Linked DNA regions of Mus musculus: all the other regions are linked to region 4. A link is a contact called in public Micro-C and promoter capture Hi-C data. All regions are on one chromosome and are shown on one strand. The core of a region is the stretch at or near the end of the contact, and the rest is flanking DNA. Distances in the headings are between cores, read along the strand shown.

What was found. Promoter capture Hi-C pulls out the DNA fragments that hold promoters and counts their contacts. A called contact is a pair of places that touch in the nucleus more often than the background predicts.
Region 1: a Micro-C map of embryonic stem cells shows a contact between it and region 4, with 2.3 times the contacts expected there. The contact joins the promoter of Tjp1 here to the promoter of Tm2d3 in region 4. A contact is called at or near these places in 1 of 39 promoter capture datasets (cranial neural crest), 4 of 484 Hi-C or Micro-C datasets (LSK cells and embryonic stem cells) and 3 of 115 datasets of contacts at active chromatin or transcription factors (fetal liver, microglia and pancreatic cancer cells).
Region 2: a contact with region 4 is called in a promoter capture Hi-C map of liver, with 5 times the contacts expected there. The contact joins the enhancer-like site here to the promoter of Tm2d3 in region 4. A contact is called at or near these places in 9 of 39 promoter capture datasets (the 3T3-L1 cell line, 3T3-L1-derived adipocytes, the HPC-7 cell line and 5 more), 1 of 15 datasets of contacts at CTCF or cohesin (the NIH/3T3 cell line), 1 of 484 Hi-C or Micro-C datasets (myocytes), 4 of 115 datasets of contacts at active chromatin or transcription factors (astrocytes, bone marrow-derived macrophages, fibro-adipogenic progenitors and 1 more) and 1 of 9 other capture datasets (adipose tissue).
Region 3: a promoter capture Hi-C map of hippocampal neurons shows a contact between it and region 4, with 4 times the contacts expected there. The contact joins the enhancer-like site here to the promoter of Tm2d3 in region 4. A contact is called at or near these places in 9 of 39 promoter capture datasets (the HPC-7 cell line, cranial neural crest, frontonasal cranial neural crest and 5 more), 1 of 15 datasets of contacts at CTCF or cohesin (the NIH/3T3 cell line) and 7 of 115 datasets of contacts at active chromatin or transcription factors (craniofacial prominence, embryonic basal ganglia, embryonic forebrain and 4 more).

What each region holds. Positions count from the first base shown.
Region 1 is chr7:65,369,885-65,372,584 of GRCm38.p6, reverse strand. It overlaps Tjp1 (tight junction protein 1), which reads left to right and starts at 1,341. Exons shown (of 27, transcript NM_001163574.1): 1 at 1,341-1,775. The coding sequence starts at 1,749.
Region 2 is chr7:65,963,598-65,966,297 of GRCm38.p6, reverse strand. All of the region lies in intron 9 of Pcsk6 (proprotein convertase subtilisin/kexin type 6), which reads right to left. Among named protein-coding and RNA genes, the nearest start is that of Gm51486, 34 kb to the right of the region's middle. Within about 2 kb of position 1,432, at least 3 of the 459 cell types and tissues checked have an H3K27ac peak or open chromatin away from gene starts, as enhancers often do.
Region 3 is chr7:66,007,390-66,010,089 of GRCm38.p6, reverse strand. The region is part of intron 13 of Pcsk6 (proprotein convertase subtilisin/kexin type 6); the gene reads right to left. Among named protein-coding and RNA genes, the nearest start is that of Snrpa1, 52 kb to the left of the region's middle. Within about 2 kb of position 1,374, at least 14 of the 459 cell types and tissues checked have an H3K27ac peak or open chromatin away from gene starts, as enhancers often do. A contact at or near this core is called in hippocampal neurons, where this site is marked.
Region 4 is chr7:65,692,153-65,694,852 of GRCm38.p6, reverse strand. Tm2d3 (TM2 domain containing 3) reads right to left here and starts at 1,436. Exons shown (of 5, transcript NM_026795.3): 1 at 1,284-1,436. The coding sequence starts at 1,374. Gm33234 (a long non-coding RNA gene) reads left to right here and starts at 1,411. Exons shown (of 2, transcript XR_391545.3): 1 at 1,411-2,002.

The DNA of each region.
Region 1 (2,700 bases), core at 92-2,591, 320 kb after region 4:
GCGCATCAAACTGCTAGGCAGGTTTGCAGAGTGCATCTCTTATTAAATGGTAATGCCCTCCCTGGTATGAAAGTCCTTCAGGAACCGCTTTCTCAGCCACAGCACACCCAAGTCTTTTATAATGCTGTTTTCTCATAGGATAAATTTAATCACCCCCTTTGAGAGAACACAGGACACTTTGCCTGTGAAATAACTACACACACCACAACTAAAACAAAACAAAACAAAAAACAAAACTGACTTTAACTGTTTTCCTACATGCCGAGAAACAGGGTTTGGTTTGCACGATGCTCTTTTCTGGTTCAGCTGGCTTAGAGTTACAAAATACTTGACTTTGAAACCTTAATTGATGTTTACATTTCATGTATGGATATTTCCAAGTTAGAATTAGGTTTAAATTGGTCATATAGTTGAATTCTCAAAAGACAACAATAGTCTAAAAGCCGATGCTTCTGTCTCCCTCTTCCTTGTATGGCTACTGTAGCACTATGCTAGGTACTTTAGGATGTTATCTAATGTTACTAAATTTTTCTAATATTCCTTAAGAGCTTTGCAGTATACAGAATGTAAATTAATGAAGCTCGAAATAGTTTTCTACCTAATTTTTTTTTTTTTTTTTTTTTGGTTCAGCAAGACAGTTGGCCTAAGTTTGCACAGTGGCCTATTGAACTTGTTGAATTCCGCGTGTCCTTACATCCTTTTCTGGTTTAGAAAGGCAGGCAGCCTGCTCTGTCTCTTCAGGGGCCAAGAATTTCAGCAATCTTGATAGCCTAAAATATTCTATTGAGATCCCTGTCTAGCGAGGCGGGAGAAGGGGGCTGGGATTATCTCAGTGTCCAGATTTGTACCTGGTTTATTTAAGGCAGTCGGTTTGTCCTGAGCCTTCTAGAACGCTTCTGTTGTGCTTTAAACAAAAACATATCTCCAATGGGGTAACAGTGCCGAGACACATGGTGACAGTTGTGACCATTGTTACTTGCGAGGCTAAAGAAACCACAGTTGGGTATTGGCCAGGCCGACCTTAATTGTCACACTCCTGCGTGGGGCCCATCTGGGGTTGCTGGTTGAGGAGAAAGTAGACAAGTCTGTGTAGGGAGTCAAAAAGCTTTAGTACACAGGAGTTTGGGGTTCTCGGGGGTGGGGGTGAATCGAATTCTGCCGGATCTGTGATAAAAACAAACAGGATGGATCGCGCGGCAGCGGAAACCGCCTAGCAAGTAACTTGGGTAGCCGAGCTTTTCCTTCCGCGCGGGGGTCGGACCCGGCCTGGCCCCGCCCCTCGCGGAGGCCCCGCCCCCGCCGGCTGGGCATGCTCAGTGGCCCGGTCCGGCAGGTTTTGCGTGGCCGCCTGAGTTGCCCGCGACGGCTCTGCCCGCCGACGGCACGTCTCTCGGCGGCCGCGCGTTCCGGGGAAGTTACGTGCGGGAGCAGGCTTTGGAGGAGACGCCCGAGGGTGTAGGGGACAGCCGGAGGCCCGGGTACTGCGGAGCGGCGAGCCGGCGGAGGGCGGCGGAGGCCGAGCAGGCGGCCGGGTGTGCCCCGCGGAGAAGCCCGGGCGGGGCGGACGCTTCCCGGACTTTTGTCCCACTTGAATCCCCTCCCCGTGGGCCGGGCCTTTCCGGCCTCCCCCGCCCCTGCCCCGCTCGTCCCCGGGAGATGTTTATGCGGACGGTGGCGTGAGGAGCGGGCGGGCCGGCGGCGCGGAGTTTCGGGTCCGAGGAGCTTCGCGCGGCGCGGAGAGAGACAAGATGTCCGCCAGGGCCGCGGCCGCTAAGGTGAGAACCTCTCGGCCAGCCGGGCGGCGGGCTGGGCGGCGGGGGGCGGCGGGGGAGCCTCGCCCCGCCCTCCCCGCGGCGGCAGCCGGGGGCGACCGCGGCGGGGCGGTGAGGGAAGGCGGGAGGGCGGGCTGGGGGTGCGCCTGCCGCCCGGGCAGGTGCACGGCTGCCGGTGCCTGGCTCCGGCTCGCGCTGGGAGGCGACGTGCAACAGGTCCCGCGCCTGGAAAGTCGCCCCGGGTGAGGATTCTCAGGTCCCGGGAGCGTGTCTGCGGAGACCCGGGGGTGTCAGCTGCAGCAGGAGGGTGGGTGGGTAGCCGCGGGGCTGGCTCTGGAGGAGTGGTTGGTACCCGACGAAACCCTATAGTTTCGATCTGATGTCACCCGCTGCGGTATGCGCAATGGCAGCGATAAAGCTTGGAGACAGCAAAACACTCAGCTCTAGAGTAGCTATGGTTTATTTTGAGGTTTATTATTTATGTGAGGCCACAGAAGGAGGAAAGTTTTTAAGCACTTTAATTTCAACTTTCAGAAGTAGCACAAAGTGTCCCTACACATGGACAGTAAGATGGGTGCAAACCAAAAGAGCCCGGTGAATTCTGCACAAAACAACTTGCCTATTTTCCTGTGTGCTTTGAAGTGTGCTTCTTGACAGTGTGTTATATTATTATTACATTAGGCTAAAATTCTTAAAGATGAAGTAGAATCCTTCTTTTGTACGTTTTAATTAAAAAAAAATCCTAAAGTGCTTGCTTTTTCAATGACAGACATACAGTGTGAGAAAAATCAATCCGTTATTCAAACAGCTTAAACAGGTGGTGATTTTATGTAGTTTTCTATTTGAAATACTTAATCATAACCTTTGAGAATAGATGGAAATTTCTGAATTCTTGACAGGACCTTGTTTCTTTGGCAGATACAAGGTT
Region 2 (2,700 bases), core at 183-2,682, 270 kb before region 4:
TCCATATGCCAGGAAAGCCCCAGGAGTGGCTGGTGCTACCCTGAGCTCTGTGCATGCAGTGTGCAAAGCATTGTCTGCCTCTGAAGCTCTGAGTTCAGCACTGTCGAGAGCATTGTTATATATGTGTAAGAAAACCTCAGCATGCTTTCCGGGGCCACCAATCTCGTGACCAGCCTCACTGGCTAGCCCGGGCAAGTCTACTGCCAACATCATGGGGACAAATGCTGCTTCTGCAAAAAGGACATCTTTCAGGTATGGGGGGTGCTTTTAAAAGATGGATATTCTTGAAAACCTGGGTACTCAGTGTTTTCCTTAGGTGGACACCTCAATGTGGATGATTCTTTGGAGTCTTCTGGGTCACATGAGTTGAAGACCATTTCCATGGGTCACTCAGACTACTGCCAGGAAGAAGATACTAGAAACTCTCATTAGGATGAGATAAATTTCCCCCCCTCTCGGGGATGTCTGAGAAATACCGAATGTCTAAAGTAGATTCCTCCTTCCTCCTTTCTGTACAGGGATTGAACTTGGAGCTTGACTCATGGAAGAAAATGCTAGAAACTTTCTATCTCATTAGGATGAAATAGTCTTTTTTTTCTTTTCCTCTCGGGGATGTCTGAGATACATTGAGTGTTTAAAGTAGATTTCTCCTTCTTCCTTTCCATACAGGGATTGAACTCGGGGCTTGACTCATGGAAGAAGATGCTAGAAACTTTCTATCTCATTAGGATGAAACAGTCTTTTTTTCTTTTCCTCTCGGGGATGTCTGAGATACAGTGAGTGTTTAAAGTAGATTTCTCCTTCTTCCTTTCCATACAGGGATTGAACTCGGGGCTTGGCTCATTCCAGGGAAGCACTCCATAGCCCCAGTCCAAAAACAGTTTTCATCATCATCATCAACAACAACAACAACAACAACAACACAGGGAGATGGAATATCTGAAATCTATACTGGAACTAAGAGGAATTCTTAGATCCTCTGCCAGCCTCATTCTTATTTCTTGCAGTCCACAGATCATCCCATCTCCACTGGGCGTGTCTTCCTCTAGGATAGTGGTTTTGAATCTTCCTAATGCTGTGACTCTTTAATACAGCTCCTCATGTTGTGTTGACCCCCCCCCCATAACATACATGTGACCCCTGTAGGGACTGAAACCCACTGGTTGAGAACCACTGCCCTAGGACTGTCATCTATGATGCCTTGAGACGGGAGAAGGCCATGCAGAGACAACGCTGCCTGGACCTGCTGGACACTGCAGTCCAAGTGTCTTAAACTCACTAGACCCCACTGCTCCCCCCAGAACAATACTAACTCCGTAAACTCCCCCTTAAGTGAGGTTTGCTTGAATTATACCTGCACATCTCCAACCCTGTCAGTTTCCACCGCTTCGCAGGCAAGTTTCTTGGGGCAACTGGTCATGAAGCAGGGTGTGTTTTCTATTTAGGTCTGACTAACAGAATTCCTTGCATGTTTTCAATAAGGAATGGAGGAAAATAGAGAGTGATGAATTGCTAAGTATGAGAATACAACTTTCCACACAAGTAACTAATTACTGCAGGGCCTCAGGACACAGAAGCTAACATTTGGTGGGGGGGGCTGGAAATTGAAAATATTTAGCTGTTTTTGCTAAATTGGTAGCATTTGAGTATTTTGGTCTTTAGCTGAATGGAAATCAGCATACAAGCATGCATAATTACAAGAATTTACACATCTCAAATATTCTCTCTGAATCACTTAAAAACTCATCTAGAACAAAAGATTGGGTTGTTATGTGACAGTTGATGTCTAAACTGTTTCTGACTCCACAGTTGCACACAAGGTGTTTTTATTTGGATGGGGAATGTTCCCCCACAGGCTCACAAGTTTGAGTGCTTGGTCACTGGCTGATGGCATTGATTGAGGGGGGAGGCTGTGGAACCTCTCATAGAGTGAGCCTGTCAGCAAGAAAGAGGTCACTGGAGGTTGTAGGAATGGACCTTAAAGGTTATAACTTAGGCCTGGTCTAAAAGTATTCCTTAATCTGCCAAGTAAAAAGCTGTGCCATAGGCCATTGTCACCACAGACAGAGCCCAGGTCTCCATGACGTCTATACCATGATGAACCGTATCCCTTCAAACTGTGAGCCAAATGAATCGCTTGTCACACTAATGAAAAAATGACTCAGACATGCAGCTAACCCTTTTCTGCCAGACCCATTCACACATTTATAACTGTAGGTTTCATGAGACTTAGGCAAGTTGGTCCCTTGTCACTGTCAGTTTAGGAAGCAAGGTTCAGGGAAAAAGAAGACAGCCTAGGGCACAGTTTGGGTGCGTGGTTATGAGTGGAGAGCTCAGACCCATGAGCACAGCTTTGGTGCATGGTTATGAGTACAGAGTTCGAGCCCATGTAGCTCCTGCAGTCCTACAAAGAGGAGCAGACAATGGGCTTTATGAAGAGAAGAAACCACTACAAGAATAGCCTAAAATGGTAGGAACCACATGGAGCACAACGCGGTTAAACACCCATAACATCATGTTAAATGAAACACACCAACCGCAAAGGACAGAACAGCAGAGCATTCTCATCCACAATGCTAAAAGGCATTACAGATTTTGAACTTTGGAGTATCTGTAAAGACTTCATGAGTTGAATGTCTTTAATCTGAAAATCCAAACTCCAAAACTCCTTCAGACCTGAAGCTTTCTGAGCAAGAACAT
Region 3 (2,700 bases), core at 125-2,624, 320 kb before region 4:
TGGTGTCAAGGAAGGCAGAGCCTCACCCATGCAGGTAAGCGCTCTGCCTCTGAGTGTTGACCCAATGATCCTTTTATTTCCTGGGGTGTGGGGTTGAGATGGTGTCCCATGTAAGCTCAGGGTACTGGCACCTTTCTGTCCTCACCTCCCAGTTCTGGGATGGCAGGCATGTGCTATCACATCCCGTGGGAAAGCTATCTGGAATAGAGTAAATTAATAGTTTGAAAAGCCAGATGATGCTCTAAGGTTTATAACACAGAGCAGCCCTTTCTTTGTCCCCATCTCTTGGGGTTCCATTGGTCACAACATATAGCTTCCTTTAATGCTCTGGACAGCCTTTCCTGGCATTTACCCCAGATTCCAAAAGTTCTCCTGCATGGCTCCCCTTCCTTGACTTTAAATAGTGCCCGGTGCCTTCCCTCCTTGGATGTGAGAGCCCAGTTCTCTCACAGGATCCTGCACGTGCTTAGCTCCTCACCTTCCTTCCTGTCCTAACATAAGTCCTGCAGCATTTCTTCTACACCCTCATCTCATTTTCTGAGAGTAATACCTCTAATCTGTCTGACTTACTTACTGATTTTTTTTCTTTAAAAAAAAAAAAAACAACTCACTATGTTGCGTTGTTTTGGACTTGGGACGAAATGGTTCTCCTGCCTCAGCCCACTGAGCAGCTGGGACCACAGGGGTATGCTGCCACACTCAGTTGGACTCTAGATTGGATTTTTTTTTAAATTTCTGTCTCATATTTAGGTTTTAAAGGCATTTATCTTCCAGTGTTCATGTAAAAACTATAGCAGCTGGCTCCTTTTCTACTGTTGCCGCTGCCGCCGTTTTTTTTTTTTGTTTTGTTTTTTGCAGCTCTCTAAAGTTTCCACTTGCTGCCTGAGTTGCCCGCTTCCCTTGCCAAGTTTAGTCTCTGCTAGAGCTGGTGTCTGCTTTAATATTGGATAAGTCCCTCAAACGCCTGGCGAGTTCCTGGGCGTCCTCTCATATTTCCTAGGGAGGCAATACAAAGCGGATCGGAGTTCTCCTATGTCCCTGGAATATGGAAATGTGCCTTTCGTCTGTTTACTCATTTTGCATACAGCAGACTTTCGAGCTTGTATAATGTGGGCAGGGGAGTGTGTGAGTGTACGTACGTACTAGTTGGCTCAGGCGTAAGTAACGTCCACATGACAAATGCAAGCTTTTTCCACCGAAAACAACGGAGGTCAGATGAAGACGTAGTATCTTCAAAGTGCCGAGATTAAACAAAACATTTTGCCAAACCAGATTCTATACCTAATCCAAAACAGGTTATAAAAAGGCACTTACAAGGATAGCAAGCAAAGCTGAACAAATTTACTGCCAACAAACCAGCATGCCAAGCGATGTGGAAGGAACACACCTGTGATTCTGGCACTCGGGAGGTGGAGGCGGGAGGAGTGCTAGTTACTTGCTGACAAGCTAGTTAACTAGCTACATAGGAGTCCTGTCTTTGAAACAGAAAAGAGAATTCTTCAAGCGGAGGGGAAAATGGCACCAGGTGAGACTGTGCATCTAGAAAGAGACGAAGGAAAAGCAGCAGGAAATGGCAGGTGTGTGGCAGACATGGAAGCACGGGGGCTTTCCCTCTCTTGTTTTTTTCCCCTCCCTCTTTCTCTTTCTGTGGGTGACTGTCTCTGTCTGGTGTCCTCTTCTGTGGCTCTCCATCTCACTTTTTAAAACAAGGTCTCTCACTGAATTTGGAGCTCACCCATTTGGCAAGACTAGCCTGCCAGTGAGCCCCATCCTCCTATCTCTGCCTCCGTGACACAAGGGTTACTGGCATGTGTCACTGTGTTCCCCCCCTCCCCCCCCACACACACCCTTTTTTGAAGCATGAGTGTTGGAGGATCTGCACTGAGGTCCCATGCTTGCTTGGCAGGTACTTCGCTGACTGAGCAATCTCCCTAGTGCCTCTTCTTTATTTCTTTAAGGCATCTTAAAGAAAAACAAAACAAAACAAAACAAAAACCCAAACATTTACACCGAAAGAAGGAGTTATAATTCCCAGAGATGTACAGGGCGCCCCCCCCCCCCCCCAGCACTGCTGAGGTAAACTAGGATAGAAACTAGGCCTTTGCATTAGCGGTGAGTGTGGCGTTTTATGTCCGTTCTAACGGAACTGGAAAGCAGTTGGTGATTTAGCGATCCTACAGCAACGGCTCAGAATGGTTAAGAAGCCGATGCTGGAAATAACACAATATAAAAAGTATTCAATTAATCCAAAATATGACAAGAAAAGCAGATCAGAATTGCGTCTCTTTACAAATGCAATTGGATTTTGTTTATTGATAGCGACTTGCATTTTTTTTTTTTTGAAACTGGCTTAGAAGTCTGCGTTCTCAGGGTGGGTTGTGGAGTCAGCTGCCACAGTTATACTGGCTTTGTCACACTAGTTGGATACTGCTCCTCTTTGCTGCTGTCTGGAAGAGCTTATGGAACACTGGCACTATTTTTCACTTACAAGTTTAGTAGAATTTGCCAGAGACTCCTCCTGGCCTGGAGTTTTCTTCCTAATTACAGAACTGATTTCATTAATAGAACAAATTTGAAACTGAACCTAAGAACTTAAGAGCACACTGGCTCCTCACACACACACACACACACGGAGCAGGTGTTCAAACCTCCTATCAGCCTCATGGATGGTTCTATCTCTAGTCGTAGTTAGTCACTCCA
Region 4 (2,700 bases), core at 187-2,686:
TTGGATAAGGCAGAGTCTATGCAAAATACCAGAGGACATGTTGGACAGAACTGGAACCAGAACACACAGCTCTCCAAATCCAATCCAATGTCCTTTCCAGCAAAAGTTACTGATGGAAAAATGAAGCCCGGACACGCCCCCTTCGGCGCGCCCCCACCACAAAAATGACAACACCCTCAGCCCTCCAATTCTAGAAAATACTGGTGTTAGTATATACGTCGAAATAAAAATCTGTGAAATGCCTCTGCCAGTTTCAAGTCCAATCCCTGAAATAATAGGACTCCAAACAGATGAACCTAAAGAGCTAGCGGACAGTTAGCAAAACAGGAATACTTGGAAGTGACATGAAGTGGCTAACGCTATAAATACCATTTCCCACTATTGTTCCTATCTCCATGTGGCCCGAGGTTGGAAGGTTCAAATCACAAGGCTGAAAAGGCCTTAAATCAAGATAACTACAGTGGCTGCAAAGGTGAGGAAACAAAGATCCCTCAAAGCCCGATCTCACCCGGATTATCCTCCAGGTATCTATCCAACCTTCTTAACCCAGCACATCATATAACATTAGGGAAGCATTGTAGAGTTCGGTGTTTGGTTGGTTGGTTTTTAACTCAAGGGAAAACAGTACTGGCTAAAGAACTGGAAGAGAGTGGAAAATAAAAAATAAACAGAAACGAAGAGTCCTGTAAGGCTGGATGAAGAGGTAAGTCATAGATTTCAAAAAGACCAAAACTGTCTACTGAAAGCGGCTGTCTGCCCTTAATTTACATATCTAAACAACACCACATCTAACAGCCAAAACCAAAAGGCGACTTCTTATACTAAAGAAACCTGTATCGAAAACAAAGGGGGGCGGGCAACTACTCCTTATAAATATGCACATTTACTAGAATAGAAAACGTCTAGTACCTGCTGCCCTGGGAACTACAGAGAATGTACGTGTTGGGCCCGGATCCTTTATTGCCTGAGCCAGCGGCTGCGAATGCTCTAAATTTAAGGATCCTACAATTAGAAAGGCATGTTATCATGGGATAGGATACCCTTGGTTTGTGTGCTTAACAGGTAGGGGCTGCACTGGGCATCTACGGCTCAAGAAACGGAAATGACGGGGTCGACTGGGGTTCTGGGCTACCGACTCAGGGAACACCGGTTTTCGGGGCGGGCTGGAGCGCAGTGCTGCGGCCTCGGGCTGCGGCGCCCAGGCGTCGGTCGCCGGCCTCCTGCGGCTCCGGGGACCCCCTTGCCACCAGCTCACCCGGTGCGGCCCCCAGCCTTGAACTCACCATCTCCCGACAGAATGTAGCACTGGGACAGGAAAAGCAGCACGCGGGACAGGTGGCGGACAGACCGCAGCGGCTCGGCCGCAGCCTCCATTTTTGTCGCTGCGCGTGCGCACTTCCGGGCCAGGAGGCGGGGCTGTGGTGGGGGCGCGCCGAAGGGGGCGTGTCCGGGCGCGGCCCGCAGGCGCACTGCTGCGGGGCGCCGCCGGCGGGTGTCATTGCTTCCCAGCTCGGAGGTTGGGTGGTCTCCTTGTCGCCGTGCTCTGAGTGCTGTTGGCCAAGGGAAATGAATGAAACTGGGGACCCGCAGCAGCAGGAAGTAGCTCGGACCAGAATAGCCCCTCACTGCCTTTGAAGAGATGCCCTTCTCTTTCCATTGGGAGTCTGGGAAACGGTTGTGATGCGATGTGGTTAGCCCATTTTAGTTCCGCTGACCCATGAAGCCAGGGAAGCAGCTCCAAGAGTCCCATGCACCAGGACCCAGGGCTCCTGCCTTAGGTTTTACCACAGCCTGTTGGGGGACACGCGGAGTTTAGAGTTCCTCTGAGACTGGAAAAACAGGTTAGGTCTCAGGGCCTGGGACAAGAGCCAAGTGTGTGGAATTTTCACGTAGGAGCAGAGTCCAACCCCAAACTGGCCAGGAGAGCAACCTCGAGGAGGGGGAGCTGCTCTCTGCAACCTACGTTGTTTCTATGGCATATACTTCAGGAAGCATGCTGTTGGTATGTCTCTCTCTGTTGACTTGCACTTTGGGGTCCCCAAATTCCCACTTGCACATCTGATAAGTGAAAAAGTACATGAAATGGTGTTCGGCGCACAACAATCCTGCAGTAAATGTTAGCTTTAAAAATGGTTACAATTCGCACCCTACACCCTCACACTGGTTTCATCTATGATGCTTCACTCTTCATGTTCAGGAGAATCAATAATATATCAAAGACTGATGCTTCTCTGCATCTAATTTGAATTCTGCTGCACCTAGTGAAATAAATCTGTAACTAATTTCTCTTTGGCATAACGGTATTTTAATTAAGTGCCAAGACAATAAGGTTGAAATCGGAACTACAGGGTCTGGAGAGCTGAGTCGGCAGTTAGGAGCACTGGCTGCTCTTCCAGAGGACCTAGATTTGATTCCCTGCACCCACCTGCGGCTCACAATCACCCAGAACTACAGTTCCAGGAATCTGGCACCCTCTTCTGACCTCTATAAGCACAAGACACTCTTGCAGTGCCCAGACAACAGACAAAATACCCATGCACACAAAATAAAAATAATTTAAATATATCAGAAATGCAGTCCAGAGGCACAGACAGGCAAATCTCAGTGAGTTCTAGGCCAGCCAGAACTACATCGTGAAACCCAGTCTTGATTTAAAAAAAAAAAAATCAGAAATATACTCGATTCAACATACAAGTGAAA